2 separate regions of the Mus musculus genome follow, and region 2 is linked to region 1. The links are chromatin contacts, called in public HiChIP or PLAC-seq maps. All regions are on one chromosome and are shown on one strand. The core of a region is the stretch at or near the end of the contact, and the rest is flanking DNA. Distances in the headings are between cores, read along the strand shown. Region 1 has its middle 7.9 kb from the start of Gm30113. Region 2 overlaps Gm41334 (a long non-coding RNA gene).

The links. HiChIP or PLAC-seq counts read pairs in DNA pulled down with a chosen protein or histone mark.
Region 2: a CTCF HiChIP or PLAC-seq map of the NIH/3T3 cell line shows a contact between it and region 1, with 11 read pairs. The contact joins two enhancer-like sites. A contact is called at or near these places in 2 of 15 datasets of contacts at CTCF or cohesin (CD8 T cells and the NIH/3T3 cell line) and 2 of 115 datasets of contacts at active chromatin or transcription factors (embryonic fibroblasts and embryonic stem cells).

Annotation. Positions count from the first base shown.
Region 1 is chr15:62,958,714-62,965,603 of GRCm38.p6, forward strand. No RefSeq gene overlaps it. Among named protein-coding and RNA genes, the nearest start is that of Gm30113, 7.9 kb to the left of the region's middle. Within about 2 kb of position 4,153, at least 11 of the 459 cell types and tissues checked have an H3K27ac peak or open chromatin away from gene starts, as enhancers often do. A contact at or near this core is called in the NIH/3T3 cell line and embryonic fibroblasts, where this site is marked.
Region 2 is chr15:63,062,740-63,069,629 of GRCm38.p6, forward strand. It overlaps Gm41334 (a long non-coding RNA gene), which reads right to left. Exons shown (of 3, transcript XR_875378.1): 2 at 5,179-5,252; 3 at 4,761-4,882. Among named protein-coding and RNA genes, the nearest start is that of Gm41334, 4.6 kb to the right of the region's middle. RefSeq lists an enhancer at 2,963-4,872. Within about 2 kb of position 3,797, at least 43 of the 459 cell types and tissues checked have an H3K27ac peak or open chromatin away from gene starts, as enhancers often do. A contact at or near this core is called in the NIH/3T3 cell line and embryonic fibroblasts, where this site is marked.

The DNA of each region.
Region 1 (6,890 bases), core at 2,903-5,402:
CCCCCCCAGGAATGTCCACTCTGTTAAGATTAATGATTCCATGATAATCTGACAAAGCAGGAGTCTAGGAGTCAAGGGTGTGGCTAATGTCTTAGCAAACTGGTAAAAAAAAAAAAAAAAAAAAGGACCTTGAGAACAGCCCTTGAGGCTATGGGAAAGTGCTCTAAATACATGAGGTCAAAATGTATAATGTTTCTGCTATGCACAATATAAGGATGCAATTATGAATTATGAGGGGCTTCATGAATCTAAAGGAACAAAGGCCTGCATACTGTGAGCTAGCTTGTCAAAAAGTTACAAAGAAGGCAGATGCCCTAGATCAAGGTTAGCCTTGGACAGAGCAAGGTTAGGCCAGGGTGTAATAGAAATGGTAATTTCAGGGTAGGGTCCCACCCAACTAGTTTATCAATTGTGTTTAACAAAGGAGGGCAGCTCTTTGAATTCTTTTGCGCTGTCAAGGGAAAAAAGGTATGCTTTCAGTCTCTTAATTGGATTGATATGTAAAATAAAAGACATTAGACCTGTGCTTTGAAGGAGATGAGTTATCCAGAGAATTTTTTAGGATAAAAAGAGAAACCTGCTTGGAGAACAGAGACAGACAGACAGACAGACAGACACACACACACACAAGCAAGTAGGACATGGTCATAAGTCTCTTAGAATGGCAAGTAGGACATGGGTAGAGAGATTTCATATAGTAGCAAGCATGTAGAATATAGACAGAGAAATTCCAGAGAGAAAGCAGAACATAGAGAGAAACAGACTGGAAAAACTGTATCAAGCAGAACACAGGTTATCAGCTGGGATCCATGACTTGACTTCAAGTCATTCTTTTTGCTACTCCCAGAACCCCTTCTCTCAGAACTCCTCTCCTCACCATGCTGACTCTACTCCCTGGCACATCAGCAGTGCCTACTGCTTATCCAAGGGCGTGAAGGGCCACTACCATTGCTTGTCCACCATAATTGCCATGGCTGACACTTCTGTAACAAAAACCAGGCAAGTCAGAGAAAAGCATAGCTAATGTAGTTAATCAAAATGTTATGGGACACAGAAGCCTTCAGAAATGAATCCCAAATAAACCAGGGGGGAGTGTGTGTTTTTATGCTTGTTTGATGGAGAATGGACAGCTGTGCAGAAGTATAGCTGGATTGAAGGCTCTGACTTAAAGCAACAGACTGGTAGAGATGGGAGACTAGTCTGTTGAGATTCCTTTTGGTCTTTGTCGCATTCCTCTCTCCAGGTATGTGGCAAAGCCCCTCTGGGATGAAGGTCTTATAACCTATTATTATATAAGTTCCCTGGGGGACTTTCTTGACAGCAAGCACCTACAAAAAAAAAAAAAAAACATCAGGGGAAGATTAAGATTATATTCTAGATTGTCACTTCAGGAGAGGAAGAGAAGCAAGAGAAACAGGATAGGGAGGGTCTGAGCCTCCATACAACATCCTCCAATTTGATATCCTCAGTAAAACAAAGTACCACACTTTGGGGCACTGCTTTCTGGGCCTTAACACTTACAATTCAGTCAAGGAAGCCTAATTTATTATTTTAATTTTTCAGAAGAACATCCCAACCTGTAGATAATTGCCCATGAGCCTGTATAGACCAACTCCAAATCTCTGCTCATAGCAACAATTTTCCCAGCATGTTCAAAATGTAAGCCAGGCAGGTCTGACTGAATTAGTGATTAGTTTTGAAGCTAAAGGAATGACATCAGTGGATCTCATATATCCATTTCTATTAGGTAATGTTGTCAGTTTTATTGGATTAAGGAAGGAACAGGACATCAGTTAGTCATTCTTTGAGTTCATTTGTAAGGGTATTTCCAGCTAGATTAGCTGATAGAAGAATCATCATAAATATGCTTGGTTCCACCCAAGGATGTGGGATCCCAGACTGAAAAAGTAGAGTGAGAAAGAAGAATGAGACCAGCATTCACCTTTCCTTACATCCCTGCCATCTCATGCTCCCATCATGCCTTTCCCACAATGGACTGTACCCCTCAAACCATGAACTCACAAAAATCTTTTCTTCCTTCAGTCGCCTCTTATTATGTGCTTTGTTGCAGCAAAGACAAACATAACCAATACATCTGATGCAATCTGCATACATTTTTCTGGCAAGGGGGAAGGATTGCAAAGTGCTGTTGTCACTATAGTAAATTTCTACCAAAGGGAGAAACAAAAGAGAAGAGTCATCAGTAGCCACAAGAGAGAATCCAAACCTTTTTATGATCTATCTTTCATTCTCCAAATTGAAATATATTTCAATGACCAATCAAAACCTATCTTTTAGACATCTCTGACTAGTTAAGCATTACCTTGCTATCTCCTCACCTTGATATTTGCTCTGTGTCTATCAGCATTTTTAACCCTATGTTCTTCCCACTGTCTTTGATTTAACACAACTTTGTCTTCCACTCAAGCCATGAGATGCCTCCCCAGTACCCACTGCACTCTCTCAGCACTAATAGGCCTGTGACTCAAACTAAACTCGTATGTTACTGAGATTCTTCCCCTATATGATCTCTGAGTAGCAATTCTATTGTGTGGTACAAGCCTGCTGGGCTCAAAAGTGTCTTTGACCATGCCTTTAATACCACATAAGAGAAGCCTATGGATAGATCCCTTGTTTGAGATAGTAAAACAAAGGTCAGGGAAGACAATAAACTGAGTCAAGAAAACTGAAGACCGCATATATAGGAGATTTTCTGAAATCTTGTCTTTGATCCAATGCTGAAGCTGCCATGCATAAAGTATCTTAATAGACTCATGTCACCTGATAGCCAGAAGACAGAAGCAACTCCACCATATAAATGTAACCTCTAACCACACCATTCTTTCTACCTGGAGTAATCTGTACTTCATGGAGAGTCCACGAGAGAAACAGAAAGAGTCCTGTCTAGTCACCAGAGGATGGGCAGAATTCTTCCTTCTCTATCTACAAGAAAGTCAGGAAAGGCTTCTTATTGACTTTGAAGCAAAGAAAACACTGAAGTGGTAGATTTTGTTATTGTTTCCATATATACATAGACACACACACACACACATATACACATATGAGAATATATATATGTGTGTGTGTGTGTGTGTGTGTGTGTGTGCAGTTGTTTCCATATGTGTGCATGTGTCTGTGTATGTATACATGCATATACAAGGCAAATGTTGTATTTAATAGCAATTTATTCTTTTTGTTCTTTTTAAAAAGAAAACACATGTTCTTTTTTTTTTTAAGATTAATTGTATTTATATGACTACATTGTACCTGTCTTCAGACACACCAGAAGAGGGCATTGGATCCCATTACATTGTTTGTGAGCCACCATGTGGTTGCTGGGAATAGAACTCAGGACCTTTGGAAGAGCAGTTAGTGCTCTTAACTGCTGAGCCACCTCCTCAGCCTAGCCATTTATTCGTAAGCAAACAACTCACCATATTTGAATCTCAATTGCTTAGACATCAAATGAGGATGCATTGCTCAGGCTCCTGAGAATACATAACATAAATTGTTTTTAAAGCATTAAGTCTGATTGAACCCAAAGGCTTAACAAATGGCAATTCATTTTATTTTGCATATGAAGTGTTTGCCCTTGACTGAAGGAGATATATTTAAGTGAGCTCAACTGTTAAGTGGATTATTTCCTGTATTTTAAAGCCTCTTTAGTGTGGTCAAGATTGAGCTGGACACTAAGAATGTCTGTTCATGTTTGCCTTTTGGGACTTGGTAGTCTGAAAGGATATGGCCCCAGCTTCATACAGGATATGTTTGAAACAAATGGAAAACTGTATAATACAAAAATGCATTCCTTTAGGTTTATGGAACAGTGAAGTCAAATGAAGCAGAGGACATCTGAGGAAACTTTAGGGAGATGAAATCCACTGCCTACACAGAAGAGTGAGCTGGATGTCCATAGGTGGGAAGATGAAGAACAATGTGTATTTTTCATCAGATTTTTTCATTAAATGAAAAATTACTAGCAAAATAGCATTGTCTCACTTCCCATGTGGCTAAAGTCTTATTCATATTCTTATAAAAGAAAGCTGAAGTTTCCTGAGTGCTTCAAAAAGATAGCCGTATGCTACACCGCTTTTTTATGAATCAGCCGTTTCCAAACATGACTACATTACGTGTCTTTTAAAGACTTCTGCTATCACTCTCTGAAACCCCGGGAAAAGAATCTCTGTGGTTTTACATTCCTTTGCATTTACTCTAGAGGAAAACACACCATGAAAATTTCCATATGTTCATCTTCCCCTGTACATATTTATGTGAACAGTTTCCTTTTTAACAACTTTCAAAACATATGCTCTTTCCCAAGTTATTTCCCCTAAAAGTAATTCAGTGATGGCATGATTCATGGATTATGGGAACCATGAAAAGTTACTGAACCAGGTGTGACATTTGGACTCGTTAAAAGTCACTGTACCAGAACACATCAAATGGCAAGATTTGCCCCCCACCTTTGGGTGCTCACATCATTCCACTTTAGTCTGTGATGAAGCTGTTACAATTGAAGCAGGCTGCTAGTTTAAACAAGAGATCATCACGATAGTCATTTGTCATATAACATCCCTCAAAATGCTAAAGCTTGGCGTCTGAGTGAAAACGGATGGGAGACAGACAATAAATACAAATACTGAGAGTAGTAGATCATAATTTCCTACACTCAGCCCTGATTTCTACTGAATTGAAGTAAATAACACATGCATAGTTTAAGTTGTAAATATCCAGCCAAAGAATTTCCTAAAGATAAACCTCTGTTAATAACACCTCTTACTCTACAGCCAATTCCAGTTTTGAAATTAATATACACATTTGGTTAGTAGTTTGGATAATATTGAAGATCCATTTTATACTATTGCCATGATCTAGATCTGGCCTGAATATTTTCCAGAGATTCACGTAGCGAAGTTGGACTGCTATGGAAATTATAATAGATCGGGACTTCAGGTAGTTATTAAATCACTTCTTAAGGGATACCTGTTAGTCTCATATGGTGATTTCTCATAATTGCAAGTTGGGATAAAATCTTCACTCCTACATATGATCCGTTTTACACATACTCAATGTCCCTTTCAGAGTCTTCTTTATGTTGTGAAAAAAATCAATGTGCCCCTCACCAAAGCCCAGACAAATAAGGTAGATTGGTTATCTTAAACTTTTACCTCTGAAACCATAAATCAAATAAAATTACTTCATTTAGATTGAACTTACCAGAAGCATTGAACTTCTGGTATATTTTGTTATAGCAGCAGATACTTGACTAAATTGGGAACCATTAGTACAGTGTGTGGTTGTTGGAATAAAAATATTTAACAATACAGAAAAGGCTTTGGAACTAGAGAAGCAGGGCACAAACAACAAGCTGGAAGTGGTCTGTTCCATGGTATATGAGAGGCATTCTGAGGGATTCTGGTGATGGCTCAGAATAAAGGGTATATGGAAAGACCTAGATATTTTCCAAGATGATGAGGTCTCAGAGAGAAATGAGGACTGTCCTATCGGAAATTGGAGAAAGGGACATTCTTATTATGATGCAGCAAACAACTGCACTGAACTCTGCCCATGCACGAGGGCTTTATGGAGTGATGGGATTGTTTAACTGGTAAATGAAATTTCTAAACAAAATACAGAAGGAGCTACAAGAGTACCCTTGCCAGCTTGCAACATGGCCCAAGAATAGAAGGAAATTCACCAGAGTAATTTGAAAATTCACAGGCCAGATAAAAATATGTATGAGCAAACAAAATACTGATGTAGGCAAATAATCACTTGCTAATGAGATTATCATATATAAAAGGAATCTAGGTATCATTTTTCCAAAACAGGGAAATGACTTCAAGGACATCTCATAAATCTCTGAGGCTACTTCTCCTAATGCAACACTGAAGACCTTCTAGGGAAAAAAAATGGTTTAGGGAATAAACCCAATGCCATCATCACAAGTTTACTATCCAGTATTGTCTTGGAATTTGAACTGATCTCCCAAATGGCCAAGTGAAGGCACTGACAAGAGTTATAGGGACTGTGCAAAGGGTCAGGCCAAATGTGACATTTTGAGTTTTTATACATCCTTGTCCCCAAATGTATTGAGTAACAAGATTTAACCACGAAGCTTGAGACATTCCGATTGTAGCCTGTGCTAGTTCTATAGGCTTGTTGAATAAAGAAATTATGGGGTCAGAAGTGACTTCCACTGAGTTTTCGAAGGAAATCTCAAGGATCCTCACAGAGATACTGTGAAGGTCCTTTACTGGGATGCTTTGTGCAGCCAATGAAGGAGCACTGCTATTCTTGATATCCTAAAGTAAGAGCCACTGCCAGCTTTCATTCTTTGCCTGGGAGACTCACAGGCTCTATCGTCAACCCTAGATCATGGCCATATAAGCTGTTATCAGTAACATTATGGAGGCAAGGCAGCCAGGGCCAGAAGTGTCTATACACACCTTGACTGCACAGTATGCTAGATCTGGACCTTTAGGATTTGATGTCTGCACTGTTTGCTTACAAACATACTGGGAGCCAGAAACCCTTTGAATTTGAGCATTATCGTTTGGAATCAGACTTCTCCTATGTCTGCTCTACCATTGTATACTTGAAGCATATAGCTTGTTTTTAATTTTACAAGGTCACAGCTGAAAGAGTTTGCCTTGAGCCTCAGATGAGTCCTTGGATTTGGACTTGAGAGTGAAGCTGAAATGAGTTCAGATGTCGGGCACATTGGTGTAGAATGTATATAGTTTATGTTCAGAGAAGAACATGGACACTGGTGGCCACAATGGAATAATGAGGTTTATATTCAGCAGTGTCTCTCAACCTTCCGATGCTGCATACCTTTAATACAGTTCTCAATGTTGAGCTGACCCCTGACCATAACAGCTACTTTA
Region 2 (6,890 bases), core at 2,547-5,046, 100 kb after region 1:
TCAGCACAATTTGTAGGGCTAGTGCATAAGAGGTATGGAAAACTGTAGAGCACTATAGAGGCTTTCAGATTACTAAATATGACAAATGATCACTAGTTTGCGATATGCCAATGCTTAGCTTGGATTATACATATGGTAATAAGTAAGATAAGCTCTGTGCTTATTCCCAGGGTTCCTTTATAAAATAGCACAAGGAAGTTGGGGAAAACAATAGAACTTCATGATTCTAGAGGATGGAATTCTGAGTTCAAGGTATCTCTAAAACCTTGTGCTCTCTCAACAGTAAAGGGGGAACCTTGTGAGATTCTTGCACCTACTGGCAATTCTCCAAAATTGACCATATAATTGTTCACAAAACAGGCCTCAACAGATACAAAAATATTGAAATTATCCCATGCATCCTATTAGATCACCATGGACTAAGGCTGATCTTCAATAACAACATAAATAATAGGAAGCCAACATTCACGTGGAAGCTGAACAACACTCTACTCAATGATAACTTGTTCAAGGAAGAAATAAAGAGAGAGATTAAAGACTTTTTAGAGTTTAATGAAAATGAAGCCACGACATACCCAAACTTATGAAAGCATTCCTAAGAGGAAAACTCATAGCTCTGAGTACCACCAAAAAGAAACTGGAGAGAGAGCATACACTAGGAGCTTGACAGCACACCTAAAAATGCTAGAACAAAAGGAAGCAAATTTGCTGAAGAGGAGTAGACAGCAGGAAATAATCAAACTTAGGGCTGAAATCAACCAAGTGGAAACAAAAGGAACTGTACAAAGAATCAAACAAACCAGGAGCTGGTTCTTTGAGAAAATCAACAAGATAGATAAACCCTTAGCCAGAATAACTAGAGGGCACAGGGACAGTATCCTAATTAACAAAATCAGAAATGAAAGAGGAGACATAACAAAACCTGAGAAAATCTAAAACATCATCAGATCCTACTACAAAAGGTTATACTCAACAAAACTGGAAAACCTGGATGAAATGGACAATTTTCTAGACAGATACCAGGTACCAAAGTTAAATCAGGATCAGACTAACGATCTTAACAGTCCCATTTCCCCTAAAGAAATAGAAGTGGTCATTGATAGTCTCCCAACCAAAAAAAAAAAAAAAATAAAAAAAGCCCAGGACCAGATGGGTTAGTGCAGAATTCTATCAGACCTTCAAAGAAGACAGAATTCCAATTCTCCTCAAACTATTCCACAAAATAGAAACAATCCATTCGATGAAGCCACGATTACACTGATACCTAAACCACACAAAGATCCAACAAAGAAAGAGAACTTCAGACCAGTTTCCCTTATGAATATTGATGCAAAAAATACTCAATAAAATTCTCACAAACCGAATCCAAGTACACATCAAAAAGATCACCCATCATGATCAAGTAGGCTTCATCCCAGGGATGCAGGGATGGCTTAATATAAGAATATCCATCAACACAATCCACTATATAAACAAACTCAAAGACAAAAACCACATGATCATCTTGTTAGATGCTGAGAAAGCATTTGACAAAATCCAACACCCCTTCAAGATAAAAGTCTTGGAAAGATCAGGAATTCAAGGCCCATACCTAAACATAATATAAGCAATCTACAGCAAACCAGTAGCCAACATCAAACTAAATGGAGAGAAACTCGAAGCAATCCCACTAAAATCAGGGACTAGACGAGGCAATTCTCATCATGCATTGGCTTTCAGTTTCCTTACTTTCATTCTCTATCTTCTTATACAGACAGCAGTTACTTATAGTTAAGACTCTACCTACTCTACCATACTCTGGTCTTAATTTATATCTACCAAAATTCTATTTCCATATAATGCCATATTTACAGGTACCAAAAGTTAGGACTTTAAGATATATTTGTTGGATGGCACAATAGCTGAAACCATTGCAATATGCGTCTCACTGAAGAACTGATTATGGACCACAGAGACATGAAAAGAATGAATTCTAATATAATGTGAAATATACTTCTAGGGATTTGTTCGTGGCCATGTAGTGTGATGTAAGTAGAGTGGATTTTAGTGCAGGAGAGTCTTAGGTGGGTTGAAAGGTTGGCTAAATTCTGAAGATAAGCTGGAGTTCAGTTAAGGAATGAAGAAAGGACATCACCAAAGGCACAAGGTAATCCCTTTAATGGCATAAAGAGGGTCAGTAAGACATGGCACAATTTGTATAGAGAAAACATGAGTAAAATTCTAACACTAATGGAACTATAGCATCATGGAAGGAGAGAAACTAAACTAAGTCTCTCTGTGCAATGTCCTTTTTCCTTTTTTTTTTAATTAGGTATTTTCCTCGTTTACATTTCCAATGCTATCCCAAAAGTCCCCCATGCCCACCCCCCCAATCCCCTACCCACCCACTCCCCCTTTTTGGCCCTGGCGTTCCCCTGTACTGGGGCATATAAAGTTTGCGAGTCCAAAGGGCCTCTCTTTCCAGTGATGGCTGACTAGGCCATCTTTTGAAACATATGCAGCTAGAGATGTCCTTTTTCTTCCTGAATGCGAAGCTTAGATTCTTAGTCAGTCATCCTACATTTGGCAGTTGAATAACCATTGGGACAATGTGTATGCTATGGTATCATCAGATCATTTGTTGAGGTTAATGGTAAGATAACTACAATAAACCAGTTCAGGAAGTATTTTAAATCCATAGATTCTGAACTGAAAATTTGAACTATATGAACATCATAAGGTTATTTGGGAAATTTAACATGAAGATCTGAATCTTTGGTTCTTGCTAATGTAGAATGATGGGAGTCAGTCCGTGGATGAGTCTTATGAAGATTTTTTTTTTTTTGGTTTTTCAAGACAGGGTTTCTCTGTATAGCCCTGGCTGTCCTGGAACTCACTTTGTAGACCAGGCTGACCTTGAACTCCGAAATCCGCCTGCCTTTGCCTCCAAAGTGCTGGGATTAAAGGCTTAAGCCACCACACTGGGCACGTTATGAGGATTTTAAGTGAGAGAATTTAAGGTGTAAGTTATAAGAAGCTACCATTTTTACTAGCAGTAAGTGTACTGTTACAAATAGGACCCAGGTAATAATCTCTGATATTCATGATTCTGACAAAAGCATTTCCAACAAGGTTTTGAGAAACTATATAGTATGTAGCAATACAGAAAACAGGAAAGTACTACATTTGTCATAGACAACTATTTCTTCCTCCTTAGCACTCCTCTCTCATTAGGATAAGAAGACATCCTGGGCAGGGTCAGCTAATAGCATTCTACATGAGGCCCTACTCTAAACCAAACTCACTGTCTTTGCTATCAGCAGCCGGCTCCCGATGTGTGTCAATTACAAAGAGAGCAGGGCTCCAAAGACCATGAAGCCCAAATGTGGTTACTGAGCAAACAGGGCTATTTGAAGTGCATTCCTTTCTGCTGAGCTTGGTGTCAGTAAAAAGGAACTCTCTTTTCCTATAGCAAGACCCTCATGTCCTAGTGAGGTTTCAGCCAAGAGTTGTGCAGTGTTGGCAGTGAGGGAGGGACTGGTGGCCACTTGAAATTCTCAAGTCCATGTCCCCAAACACTAGACAGAAAGGCCCTTATTTTTGGCTCCATGCCCTTCTCCAATTTCATTTCCACTGAAGAGTGGCCCAAGCTCTGTGATCTGTTCCATCAACACTGTGGCTAAAATTAAATTTCAGAGTCCTAGTGCAGAATGAGCTGAAGTCTTTTCTAAAGTGCATTCACCCCTGCTGTGTGAGTGTTCTTTACTAAGGAGATGTCAAGAGGGGAGTGTCCTCAACAGGATTTGTTTCTGGGAGAAAAGTAGGAGATTTACACAAGTTTCACTAGACTTTGAGGGGTTAGGAGATGACTAAGTCCTAACCTCAAGATACTTACTTTCTTTTGCAAAGTCTTAGATGTAGATCACAAATTCTACTATGAAGCAGGCAAAATTTCTTAACTGAATAACTAACACAATAACAACAGAGATTCCTATCTGACTCAGTTCTTGACCAGTAGCCCCTTTTATAGATATTGTCTTTCTTGACCTTTATAACATCCCTGTATTTTATGGGATCATGGTCCCTCCATTTGAAACCTGAACAAACACATGCTCAGAAAAACAAAAGCATATTAGTCAATTTAAATGAGTCCAGGATTGCTGTATGTCTTCTTGTCTCAAAATACTACACTGTTTCCTCAAGTAAAATGCTATTCTAGGACAGAGTCCGGAGAATTTTCATAGGGAGAGGTAGTGTTATATCAAATGGCCAGAATTAAAAACATAACATTTTGTGACTTTTTTCTCTATTCATCTGTCTACAAGCCAGATAGCATAGTAATTAGCAAAAGATTTGTTTTCCAAAGGAAGTTAACAACCCTTCCCTCTATCTCTACAAACAATTGTTGATAATGTACATAGTCATTTCTCGATCTCAAACAGTTGCCTAGTCCCTGTACTGCCTGTTACACAATTCAAGATAAGCCCTGTGTGGCAAATCATTGGAAAGCCCCTTCCATCTAGTCAGAAAATTCAGCCAAAGGTAAGCAAACAGTTTGGGAAGATTCCAGAATCCTGAAGTAAGCATGCGATTTAACAGTGCAAGTGCTCTTACACACCATTCAAGGGCCATGACTAACTTCCTGTAAGGCACTTACAAAGTCTCTTGCAAATGGAGGCAGTGGTATTTTGTGTCATTGTTTCTCCTGACTGAAAATAGCCTTTTATTCAGTAACATGCAAGAGGAAATAGATGATCTAGCACATACACTAGGAAATCCTGTGAGCTCCTCACTTATCGGTTTATTCTGTCTATTTTTGATCAATACACCTTACATATTTGGTGAGGAGGCAATGACTCCAAATAAGTGTGCTTATTGCTTGGTGATCTGCCACTCTTGAGGTCTGTAAGATACAGTAATTAGAACATCATTTAAGACGTTTATTTCCTCTTTTATATCAGAAAAATCTATGCTATATAATATGAAATAAAGATTCAATTACAGAGGTTTGAACTTGTGTCAGGGCTTAACCCATTGTCCTGTTCTTTGTTTGTTTGTTTTTATTTGTTTTTGTTGTTCTTAAATGTACATTTTCAATACCTCTACCACAAATATAATATAAAATACTATATTATTAGACACTTTTCTTGTTGCTGTGGCCAAAAGCAACCTTAAGGATGAAAAGAATTTTTGACTTACAGTTACAGGAGAGAAATTCCATCCCAATGGGAAAGGCATGGAGAAGGTGCCGAAGGCAACAGGTCAGTTTGCATCTGCAACCAGAGAGCCAAGCAGAGACAGGAAATTAGGATAATGGTATAGAATGTCAAGACTCATCCTGCATAGCTCATCCACTTCATTGAGGCTCCACTCACCGAAGGTTACGTAACCTTTGAAAACAGGACAGACAACACATTTTTCAAAGACATGAGCCTCTGGAGGTATATTTCGTATTCAGGCAACAGACCATATTTTAATATTCTAGGACAGCAAGATGGCTCAGTGGGTAAAAGTGCTTGTTACCAAGCCCGATGACCAGAGTTGATCTATGAGTTCACACACAGGTCCACATGCATACACATGAATAACCAAAGTAGCAAAAATAATTTTAAAAGGTCTAAGAATGCTCCCAGCTTTAAACATTCATTTGCTGTCTCACTGTATATAACAAACAGAATATTTGACTTACTTTGTTAACAGTTTGCAAGTGTTTGCATATTAAAGAATTAGTCATCTCAAGTAATAGGAGTTTCTTGATTTAAGTTTGTAGTATGTTGTAATAATTATATCTGTACACAACAAGCACTTAAATTTTTCTAAAGAAGTATACCAGGTTATCATTTTATACCCATCTAACATGATGCTCTTACTGAATTTCTCTTACTCAATGAGAGGTAATGACAAAAGTGATTTTTCTAGAAAGGCATAACCGTGGACAAAGAATTAGGGCTTCTGAGTTATGTGATCTTCATCTCTTCAGTTCATCAAGGTGGCTTAAGCTTAAAGCAAACAGAATGAGATTTCATTGCTGTGATTTGCAGGCTAAATACTTTCTTAAGAACAGTCACTGATTTCTGGAAGGTCAGAGAGAGAGAAGAAGCAAATACTTCATATGCTCAAAGGCTCATTTAGTTCTAGGTTAATGACACACACACACACACACACACAAAAGTCAACATAAGTATATTATTGTTTCCATATATACTAACAAGGACATTGTCTTCAAGAGAAGATGAACTGTTTTTTTTTAAGATTTGTTTATTATTATACATTAGTACACTGTAACTGCCTTCAGATGCACCAGAAGAGGGTGTCAGATCTCATTATGGGTGGTTGTGAGCCACCATGAGGTTGCTGTGATTTGAACTCAGGACCTTCAGAAGAGCAGTCAGTGCTCTTACCCGCTGAGCCATCTCGCCAGCCCAAAGATGAACTGTTAAGTCAACTATTTCTCTACTTCATACAAAGGGTCCAGAATCTACACCTAGATAATTAAAATGATGCTTACAAACTTCTAAGATTTCCACATTTCTTTATATTTCAGTTATTTTTTATTTCATCTCTGTCACCTAAATGTCTATCGGTAGATGTATATCTTGCCCTCTGAGCTTTGTTGTCTTTAACACTGAACATTCCTCAGACACCTCAGTGATGTCTCTGTATCATCAGCACTGAATAGTCTAGCACCATCGTCATGATTTATTAGTTTTTGCCTTTTAAATCAGTCAAAAATTTTATATTCACATATCTGTAAAATGCTAGAAGTAAAAGTTTGCTCTTCTGCGCTATGTTCTTTGCAATCTATTCTTTGGAATTCCATTCATGTTTAAAGGTTCTCAATGTGAGTGGCAGTCTAAAAAAAATCCCCTTTATTGTCCACCTGTCCTTGGCTATCATTCCCTTTGTGGGTC